2 separate regions of the Sparus aurata genome follow, and region 2 is linked to region 1. Evidence: chromatin contacts called from public Hi-C data. All regions are on one chromosome and are shown on one strand. Each heading gives the region's core, a stretch centred on a gene start, on an enhancer-like site or on the middle of the called end of the contact. The rest is flanking DNA. Distances are from core to core; before and after follow the strand shown. Region 1 holds the start of ccdc88b (coiled-coil domain containing 88B). Region 2 holds the start of macrod1 (mono-ADP ribosylhydrolase 1).

Region 1 (4,968 bases), core at 328-2,827:
TCCAGCTGACCTTCCTTTAACTGCGTGACCACGTGACTGTTGGCAGACAGAACTGTATATTGATAGCAAAGCTTGAAAGGGAAGCAGTGCAGACACTGATGGTTTCATTATTCTAACTCCATTACACTATGCCATCAACAGGCAGAAAACCGTCTATTGTCAGTTAAAGCAACTGCAACAAAAAAAGTAGACTACGTCTTTTGTTGTCACTAATAACAGTCAGTTCTTAATATTTAATGTTGCCAGTAATTAAAGGATAAGGTCACCCAAAAATGAAAATTCAATCACAAAATGGCTCCGCACAGCCTTTCCTAAGTAATCCAAGTCTCCAGAAGCCCAATGATGTCAAATTGGTTTGTAAAGATGCTATTTACAACTTCTTAAGCAGTAAGCTTCACTGTAGCTGCTCAGCAAAAAATGGGTGTACGAGCTCGACCGGGTGTCCAGGCTGCATATAACCTCTTTTCAAATCGGGGCCTGTGCATTGTCTCCTTCAGTCGTTTGGGGACAACGCTGGGACGCTGTTTTGAAGTGAAGCTCAAAAAATGTTTTGTGGACTGCGAAACTTCACCCAACTTAAGTAGATAAAGACTAAATGTTGTTTTTTGGGGGTCTCTGGGTCTGTCTTGGGTGACAATTATGTTGTTTTTGTGCTCAGTTGTGTGTAAGAACTGACTATGAGTGGTCATGTTATCAGTGACTTGAATATCATTGTTTTGTAGCCGTTGTTTAAGTAAACGAACTGTGGTATCTAACTCTCCAACTATTGATCATCTGTGTGCTCAAGTGGTTTTCTCTGGCTGTAACACAGCACAACATAATATAAATAAACAACTATAAACCCATATCCTGAACAGAATGAGTCTTTACAAAATGACTAATACTGTTCTGCAGGTACAGAGATATGTGTTCATGTAACAGGAAGTGCCTCACCAAAATAAAACAACTTCCCCTAGTGATGTTGTTACGGAAATAATGATGTAATGCATTCTTAAATGGGCAGATAGGAACTTTGTGTTTTATCTTTAACCACCAGAGGTCGCTGTTGCACAGTGCTTGAATTTGGATTTGAATACGTTTTTAATACTGGCAACACTACATCCCTGAGACGTTTAATAACTGCAATAACTCCAGTCGTCGTGTTCATGAGAAAACCAGTAAGTTATTGAGCTGAAATAACTCTGTGGGGCCGCGTGGGCTTCTTATGCAAATAACCCGCTCCACAAAGAAATCAAACTGTAATTCACATCATGCAGAAACGTGTTTTGAGGCATGTCATATGTCAAATAAATGTATTTCCACATTCATGTACATATGAAAAATACCGGATATAAAAAAGGTGATATTAACGAGGCACAACATCGTCAATCCCCGTTGGCCCGCACCAAACTCCATTCACTTTTCGTCATTTTTTGTTTATGTTCAGTCTCCTGGGCTACTATCTGTTAAAATACCCGTGTAGGCCGACGTCAGCCGACGTGTTGAGGGCGTGTGTTAATGTCGGCTGGGGAAAAAAAAAAGAAGCAACATGTGCGTTTAGTAAATTCCGGTGTGGTTTTGCAATGAAACTGACACACAGTCAGAGAGAGGAAGAGGCAGGGAGGAGGAGGGGAAGGGCCGCACAAATGTCAAACTACTTCACTTGACACAAGATGGATTCTCTCTCTTTGATTCATTGCTTGCATGGCGTTGATAATACTCTTTAATTAGCTGCCTTCTGTAGAGTTTCACAGCTCTCCTGACACAACAATGGACTCTAACATTATGGAGATAATAGAGGAATTCATGGAAAGTGCGTTGGCGCAATGGGTACGTCATTTATCATTTATCACTCTCAGTTAGTGGAAAGGTCATCTTTTCTACAGGCACAGAGGAGGGAATCAAACAGTGTTAAATCTGTAGAAATGAGCCTCGGACTGGGGCTTATTCTGAAGTGGGCTCTATTATTTTACAGTCACAAACACTCAGTGTCTTTTACGGCTTCTTTTTCTGTTCCATTTACTTTAATACATACAAAAGGGAGAGCAGGGTAAACAGCTAAAAAGCCTAGATAAAGCCTTCTTGCTATTGTGTTCAACAAAACAAACCCTCACTTCTCCTTTTGGCAGCTTCCCTCGCCTCTCAGTGGCCAACTTTTTTTTTTCCTGTCCTAGCCCTGAAACTTCCGCGTCCTTGGGCCGTCTCTCACTTGAAACTAATACAAAGTCATGTGCCATGTATAAAAGGGAAAACAATCCCTTAAATATGTTGAGGATTTGTTGGGTTTGTAACAGACTGGATTTCCAGCTGGGTTTTCCACATGGGAAACCAATCAGCCCGAGGGGATTTTTTTTTTTTTCTCTCTCTCCCTCTTCTGGTCAATGAGCAGTATTTATGATATAATGTGATACTGTACTGAACCTTGAAGGGTACTCTTTAATGGTGCCCTCTTCCAAAGAGGGGGTCAGAGGTGAGGTTCAACAGGATGCCCGCAGCTGGCTCAAGGGCGCTTCAGCAGGGCGGTTATTCACTGACACGAGAGCTTTCACCCTGCTTCACATATGCTGAAGGACGTCCACTGGTGCCGCTCTCTCTGTTTATCCTGTCGCGCCGGGTCTCGAGCTGCTCTGCCTCACCTTATCATACTGAACCAACTCGAAGCTCGTTACTCTGTTTACCGACAGTGCAGTTTTTTTAGAAGGTGCAGGTGGGAATAAGCCTCATTATATTGCAGTTTGCATTGGCACGGCTCTTCTTAGCACAGAGAGGGAGAGACCTTGGCTCCAGTCCTGCTTGGCTGCCTGTCACTGTGAAGTGCTTCCCAGTGTGAGAGCACAGATTCCACCTGTCCAGACAGGTGCACCAACTCAAGTGGCTTCCTGTGTGAAAAATGTTTGAACCTCTCCATCCCCCCTCCTTGTCTCTTCCTCTCTCTCCCTGTACCTGCTCTCTGCTCCTGTCTCTGTCTCCGTCGTCCTCGTCAAGGAACTTGAAAAACGATGGAACAGCCATTACGTCACAAAATCTTGCTCTGGCGCCAGACTGTGGTGACAGTCTCCGGGAGGAACACACTAAAACCTAGCATATCTACGTGGAACGACATCTGATGAAGAGATGCCTCCAGAAAATAAAGGAACACACCTCTATTCATTTGATTTCTCTTTTGGGAATAGCTCCTTTTTTCGCAGGGTTATTGCAGGGTCATTTGGTTTGGTCACGATATTTTCAGCCCTGTCAGTCATTTGGAAAAAGAAATCAGTAGTTCACCTTCTCTCTGAAGTGCGCTCTGTTATTTTCTGGAGGTTTTTCATCTTCAGAAGTCATATGGAGTAGATATCTTGTGTTTTTCTCCATGCATCTCCCATAGGCTTCAATACAGCTGTCACCACAGTCTGGCACCAGAGCAAGGTTCAGTGACATAGCGACCCCTCCTTCTTCTCTGGTTTCCTTGGTACACACTCATGCTTTTCTCCCCCCGTCTCCTTCAGGTTCAGCTGTTTGACAAGATGGTGGAGAGAGAGGACGGCGTCCTGCTCTACAGCCAGTACATGGAAGTGAACTCAGTTTCCCAGAGTGCCCGGGACCGCTACATGAGGCTGACCAATGGGATTTTCCTCAATGAGGTCATGCGGGTCATGTAAGATTGATCAAGATTTCCTTGCTTCATTGACTCGCTGTTATGCACCGGCTGTGGTGGAAGTGGTGACTAGACAAGGGCGGACAAGAACAAATGTGATGAACGTGTGAGGGCGTTTCCTAGTCAATCAGTCATGCAGAATTACAAATTAGAAATTTGAAAGTGCTTATTTTAAGATATTTGTGGTAATATCTAATGTCGAAAACAGAAAAATACATTTGTTAAACCTTGAAGTTAGTTGCAAAAAGGCCCACTTTTGAGTGAGGAACCATTTTATGTCATAATATAGTTCAACAGGAATAAGACAACCTTTCAGTTTCCTCCCTCACATTGTTTAGCTGTGATATTCCTGTTGCCACTGCTTTTACGATCACGTTAGCAGCATGGCTACCGCTAGCAGTCTGACTTCTGTCCAAAGCCAAAAACAAAAAAAAGCTGTAAGAATCTCAATTTGGCCTTGAGATCACAATCTATGTGCCGTAGAAAACAAAAGGGCAGAGTTAAAGCCTCGGTTGTTTTGATCGGTTTGTTACAAAACAATCTAGTAGAAAGAACACTGGTTTTGAACCGGCTCGAGTCCCAGTGGTCAAGAGAAACACACATCAAGGGGGGAACGTAATGGAACACTTCAGTCTTACTTTACCTCAGTTTCCATCTTTCTCCCTCTTCATCGTCTCCGGCTCCTCCATGAGTGGGGCTCTTTTTCTTTACACAGTCACTCCAGTTTTTCCATCGTTACCTGGGGATATTGACGGTGGAAAACAACAATAACAATAGAAGACGCTCCTCCTTTGTGCCGTTATTTGACCTTCAGTTTAGCAGGAGAAATTGTGGCAGAGCGAACAGCATCTATTGCCATGAAATCTCTTACATACGTTCATGGTCCTCAGAGGATGAACCCAGCTCTTGGTAATCCTCTGACCTTTGCTCTAGAATTTAATTTTGTGTTTCTAATGAAATGTCTCTACAATTACACATCCACGTCCCCTCTTACGACTTGCCATCACTTTGGTGAACCTCTGACATGAAGTCTAGTACCATCATGAGGCCAACGTGTCTGACTTGTCTCGTTCTTTGTTTTATGTTAACAAGGAGCAAATGTTGGCGCGCTAACATGCCAAACGAAGATGTTGAACTTGCCTCTTTAATATCAGTATTTTAGCTAAGTTATTATTTGCACTGCTAGACCTGAGTGCTGCCTCACGGAGCTGCGGGCACGGCTCTTAGTTTTTTGTTTTTACTCGCGTGAAATTTGATGCAACATTCATCACATTCCCTTTTGTAACCTCGCATTGTTCTGCAGCCTGTGTGAAAGGATGGCATAAATGTACGACCCATTCATATTCGCCACA
Region 2 (5,070 bases), core at 2,505-5,004, 200 kb after region 1:
ACTGGGACTTCACATAATCGCTTGCTGGGCTTTCGGGTTACGTTGCCTCCTTTTGAAGTGTCAAAGGAGACAGTGAGCAATCCTCCTGATTCTAAAACCTTTTGTTGTTCTCGTATTTGAACGCGCTGTATGTTCACGTCTCTAAAGGAGACTTAGCAGTTTGTGTGAAACCATAATAAAGCCTGTAGCTGTCCCTCCCACACACAGAGGAAACATCATACCCGTAATCACAGCACAAACCGCCTTCACAGGTGTTTTCTGCTAAGTTTATGTACAGCATATGCACGTCGCTGCTTTAACAGACTCGGGGCTGCACTTCATTTTAGCACACAGATTTTTTTTTATCCATAATCCTCCTTTATGTTTCCCACTGTTTGGCTTCCTGCTTTATATTGTTCTTGTGCATGAGTTGCTTTTTTTTCCCACTGAATACTTTAATTGCACGTAAAGAAAATACAGTGAAATGTTTTATTCAACATATCATGTATGAAAACAGCTCATCAGTGACCACCTAACCAACACACTGACCCGACTACAAACAAACACTCGTCGCTCGTTTACACACACATACCTGCATTGACGATAGCATCTATCTCCAGTTTGGTGATGTCACCGCTGTAGAGGGAAATCTTCTGGTCCAGTTTTTCATTCCTCTGGTAGCGAGTTTGCCCAGATCCACCTGAAAATTAGACAGACACATGCAGAACATTCAGTGTCATGATTTAAGTACCTGATCAGTTTGCATAATAATTAAGTCTTGGTGGTTTGTTTCTATACTAGAGATGTTAACGGTTAATCAGGAATTGATAAATCACCGTTAAGTATTAATCAGTTTAAAAATGTATTAACCACCAATCAGAGATCAACACAAAGAACACTTACTTAACAAATATATATCAAGATGAGAAAAAAAATGGTGTTTTTAATCAAAATACAAGTAATTCGTAATATAGAAAAAAACAAAAAGATATTGGAAACAAACCTCAATATGAGTTGGATTTTCTTTGGACAGTTGCTGAATGGCGACAGACGGAAGCTAAGCAATTAAAATGAGCTAATTGTTGTGTGTCATTTATAGTAATTATAATAATTTGGGAGTAACATCGTTAATGATGTCTGATTGGCTACTGGTTCACACAAGAGGTGGCTTCAAAATTCTCCTTTTTACTTAGAAGGCTTTAAATGGACTCGTTCCCTCATATATATTTACAGCCTGATCTCTCACAATTAGAACTGTGTTGGTAGTCAGGCCTTTGCCCACTGTGCTCCTCTTTTCTGGAATCATCTAACACTGCACATTTGAGAGGCAAGCTCTGTTGGCACTTTGAATTACAGACCGAAAAACACATTGTTTTCTCTTGTCACTATGACTGGGAACCCAAATCACTTACTGTTTTACCTTGATGAAAACAGGCTAGCTACCCTGTCACATTAACATTACTGTATGTGTGTGAGTGAGTGCATGTGTAATGTGTGTGTACCTCTGCATGTTTTCTTTTCTGCTGTATGTATGTATGTTTGTAAAATGTACTTCCCGTAGTTATATTTGAAGTTGAAATGCTCTAAGTGTGCAAATTATCTAAACTGATTTAACCCACAACAGGGTGAAACTAGTCAAAGAGATCATGTCTTTGGACCTCAACACCACGACCACCCGACCCTGAATGAACTTGACAGTGATTGTGATTGATGTTGGGAGTCTGACCTGCAGTGGGAGTCCACACCGGGATGTCGTCCAGTGGCACGGAGCTGGAAGTCCTGTAGTACTGACGCCTGTCCTTCACAGACAAAGACAGCAAGAAGTCTGAGAGATGATGGAGAGAGAGAACAGGCTGTGAATAATCTGTTTAGATTGACTTGAAAGAAACATTTTTGTTAAAGTTTCGGAACACAGGAACAAGGTATCTTCAGGTTGCCAGCCTGAAGAAAACTACATTTAATGAAGTTTAGGTCAAAAAATCTCCTTAAGAAACTCATGAACAGTAAAATTTCTACTGTGAGATTTGTGTATTTCAAGTTTGTTCAAGTAGAGATTTACATAATAAAGACAGCAACATTCTGTGTTAAGCCAATAAATCACTTGATCAACTGATTATGATTACTGATTTTATTTGTATTTATTCATTTATCCAGTTTATTTCTCAGGGACTGAGCATAACTACCAACATTACTGCAAGTATGCCAAACAGAAATCATGATGGAAGGCATGTCGTTTTCAGTAAAAGCGCGACAAAGACATGGGCAGCAACAAAATCAGAGCAAATTACAGAGCAAGAAAAAACAAACAATACAACGAGCCAACACAACAGAGCAAAAGACAAAAGTTACAGAACAGCTTTGCAAAAAATGACAGAAGCAAGGGCAGAAAAGTGCAAAAACAAACTGTCAGCAACAGGGTAAAAGTGAATACTGACAGACTGCCATATGATGACAAGAACCTAAGCTAATGTTGACAGGTTTATAAGCCATGTTTCTAGTCAAAACTTCCCAAATTCTATAATTTACTTTTTGTATTCTACAGTCTCAAATTAAAGGTGCACTGTGTAATTTGGGGGAAGGCATTCGGATTGGTCTGTTTTTTAATGCCAATAAACAAACTACCTCTGTTTTTCTGACTGAATAAACTGAGTAAGAAAAACTGATCTTAAAGGACAACACAACTTGATACTGTTGTACTTAGTTTATACTTGGCGGACCCTGCCACCTTCCTAGCTTGAAAACAGTGTTCTGGGGACCTTATATGTTGACTAACCGTACATAAGACATCACTTTTGGGATAGGTAGTTGATTGTAATGATCATTAGCTGCAGTCCAAATGTATGTATGCATGTTCTATATCATACATATTCTGTTTTACATCATGTTTTCGAATGCTATTGTGTATATATCATATAGTTAATGGTATGCTAACTGTGATTTGACATTACAGACGACAACATTACAACTATTTTAAGGTCTAGTATGTCTGTATGAATGTATTTGTGTTGCTGCTTTGTTGTGATGATTGTTTGATTTGACCAGTATCCATTTTAAAAGCACACAGGCTCCCTAACTGACAGCCGGACAGGTGTTTGTAGCCATGTAACGGCTCACAGGCTTCTCCTCCGTTTATTGATAAAGCACAGTGCAGGGCGGCTGCTGTCACGTTACATTAAACTCCTCTGGGCCTCTGTTGCACAGTCTCACCCTTGGTCTCCTTCCAGCCTCCCTCATCGGAGTTCAGGTTAACTTTGAGGGCCATGGCGGTGAGGGCTCCCGTGTGGAGAGACTGGACCAGCGCGACTGTGCCCACTCCGAGGGCGGCACCGAGGGCGACTTTACCCAGCCAGCCTCTCCTCCCCCTGGGTGAGGAGGCACCGTTCCCCTGGGTGGACTTCCAAAATGCTGCTGTCGCTGTTGTTGAGAACTTCTCGGCTCTGGCGGCACCGTTAATATGGCCGCGGACAGGACTTGTTGCTGGCTTCCCCCCGAGCTGGCGGCTCCCACTAGTTATAATGTGTTTGAACTTGACACCCGGGAAGGTAGCACGGATACTGGACACAGGGCCGGTGCACAGAGGGGCTCTGATGTATGAAAATAGAGCTGATATTTGCAGTGCCATGCCTGAGTGACGCCGAGGGGACTAAACAGATCGTGCTGCAGCAACTCAAATGTCACCGAGTCAGCCACGCCGTGGTTCGGTTTCGTTTTGGACTAGAAGCACACACCTCTATCATTAAACGCTCTCATGTGCCATATTTGTTTTGGACGATGACGTGTGGAATGTACCATTTACAAGGGGTGCTACGTGACTGCTGCTGAACGACGACAGGCTTTTTAAAGTTTAGATAGTTCCTAATATGGTGTAAATTACCGGCGTATTTACTTAACTTTATCACTAATGAGAAGGATATGTTGCGGTGTTACCAGCGTTTCTACGTTTCAGTCTCAACTCTGAGTGTAAACCCCCACTGAGATGACATGGGGAAGCCGAAGCGAATGACCACCAGCTTACGCATCCTTCAGGACTGTCGGAAATATTAGAATTAAAAAATGAAGGCACACCGGCCGAACAAAAATACTACTGGACTAAATGTTTATTTATTTATTTATTTACATAGTTAGTTAGCGATGTATGGATATTAAAGTGCTTCTCTTGATTGTTTGTTCTGTAACACATCAGAATTTTTATTTTGTGTTTTTATGACACATGTGATTTGACCTTTTTGCATATCCATGCACACGCATATATGCACCAGTATCCCTAACTAATGTTGAGGTCATTTTTAAATGCCACAATATGCTAGTGGGCTAAATATAGCCAGCTAGTGGGGAGATAAAACATAAGCCATCTGTAGTAAACAGGACATGTGTGGGAAAATATATAAAACCAAGCATTTTACAGCACTAATTGATATACCATACAGTAGGCTTATTAGCACACACTGTAGAAAAAAGCCCCACCGAAGGCTGCATAACTGTGGTAGCCCCTAGCTGTTTGTAGGCCTACATCTGATTGTGTGGAAAAATGTGGCCATACATGTAGATCAAGGGCATTCAGATCACCATTTAAAGGTAGAATTATTTTCCCCAGATGAAACTAGTGGAAGTTGATCTGGACTTGTAACAGTGACACAAGCTTTGTGCCTTTTTGTTTTAATTGAGCCAAATAATTATCTATTACTATTATGTTGTAAATCCTTAAACCTGCTGCCATCTTTAGAGGGATATTATCAATTTGTTGGCTCTCATTGCTTTATATTTGGCTAAATATTCTTTACTCAGCCTCTGAGGCATAAACTCTGACACAGCTGTCAGCTGCTAAAATGCAGCATTACTAACCCACACCCAGCTACTCATTGCTGATCTTGCAAAATACAAAAGATGATCAATAATCTAACTGTTGCTCGTGTGCTTACAGTTCTCGAAAAAAGGAAAAGGGAGAAGAAAGACAAAGAGAGGAGAGTGATAATGTGCGTCTGTTCATTTTACATTTCATATCTCTCATCCAAATAGGCTGCATGCCCTTGCACACACACATTGCCAAATATGCATCACTCACACAGCCTGTCACTCAAATCATGAAACCCT

The links. Hi-C and Micro-C count contacts between places; a contact is called where the count stands out from the background.
Region 2: a Hi-C map of skeletal muscle shows a contact between it and region 1, with 9 times the contacts expected there. The contact joins the promoter of macrod1 here to the promoter of ccdc88b in region 1. A contact is called at or near these places in 2 of 2 Hi-C or Micro-C datasets (skeletal muscle and an unstated tissue).

The regions. Positions count from the first base shown.
Region 1 is chr18:27,907,198-27,912,165 of fSpaAur1.1, forward strand. It overlaps ccdc88b (coiled-coil domain containing 88B), which reads left to right and starts at 1,578. Exons shown (of 28, transcript XM_030397163.1): 1 at 1,578-1,809; 2 at 3,468-3,616. The coding sequence starts at 1,750.
Region 2 is chr18:28,109,430-28,114,499 of fSpaAur1.1, forward strand. It overlaps macrod1 (mono-ADP ribosylhydrolase 1), which reads right to left and starts at 3,755. Exons shown (of 11, transcript XM_030395996.1): 1 at 3,187-3,755; 2 at 1,706-1,804; 3 at 572-679. The coding sequence starts at 3,601. LOC115568588 (a long non-coding RNA gene) reads left to right here. Exons shown (of 2, transcript XR_003981428.1): 2 at 1,604-2,092.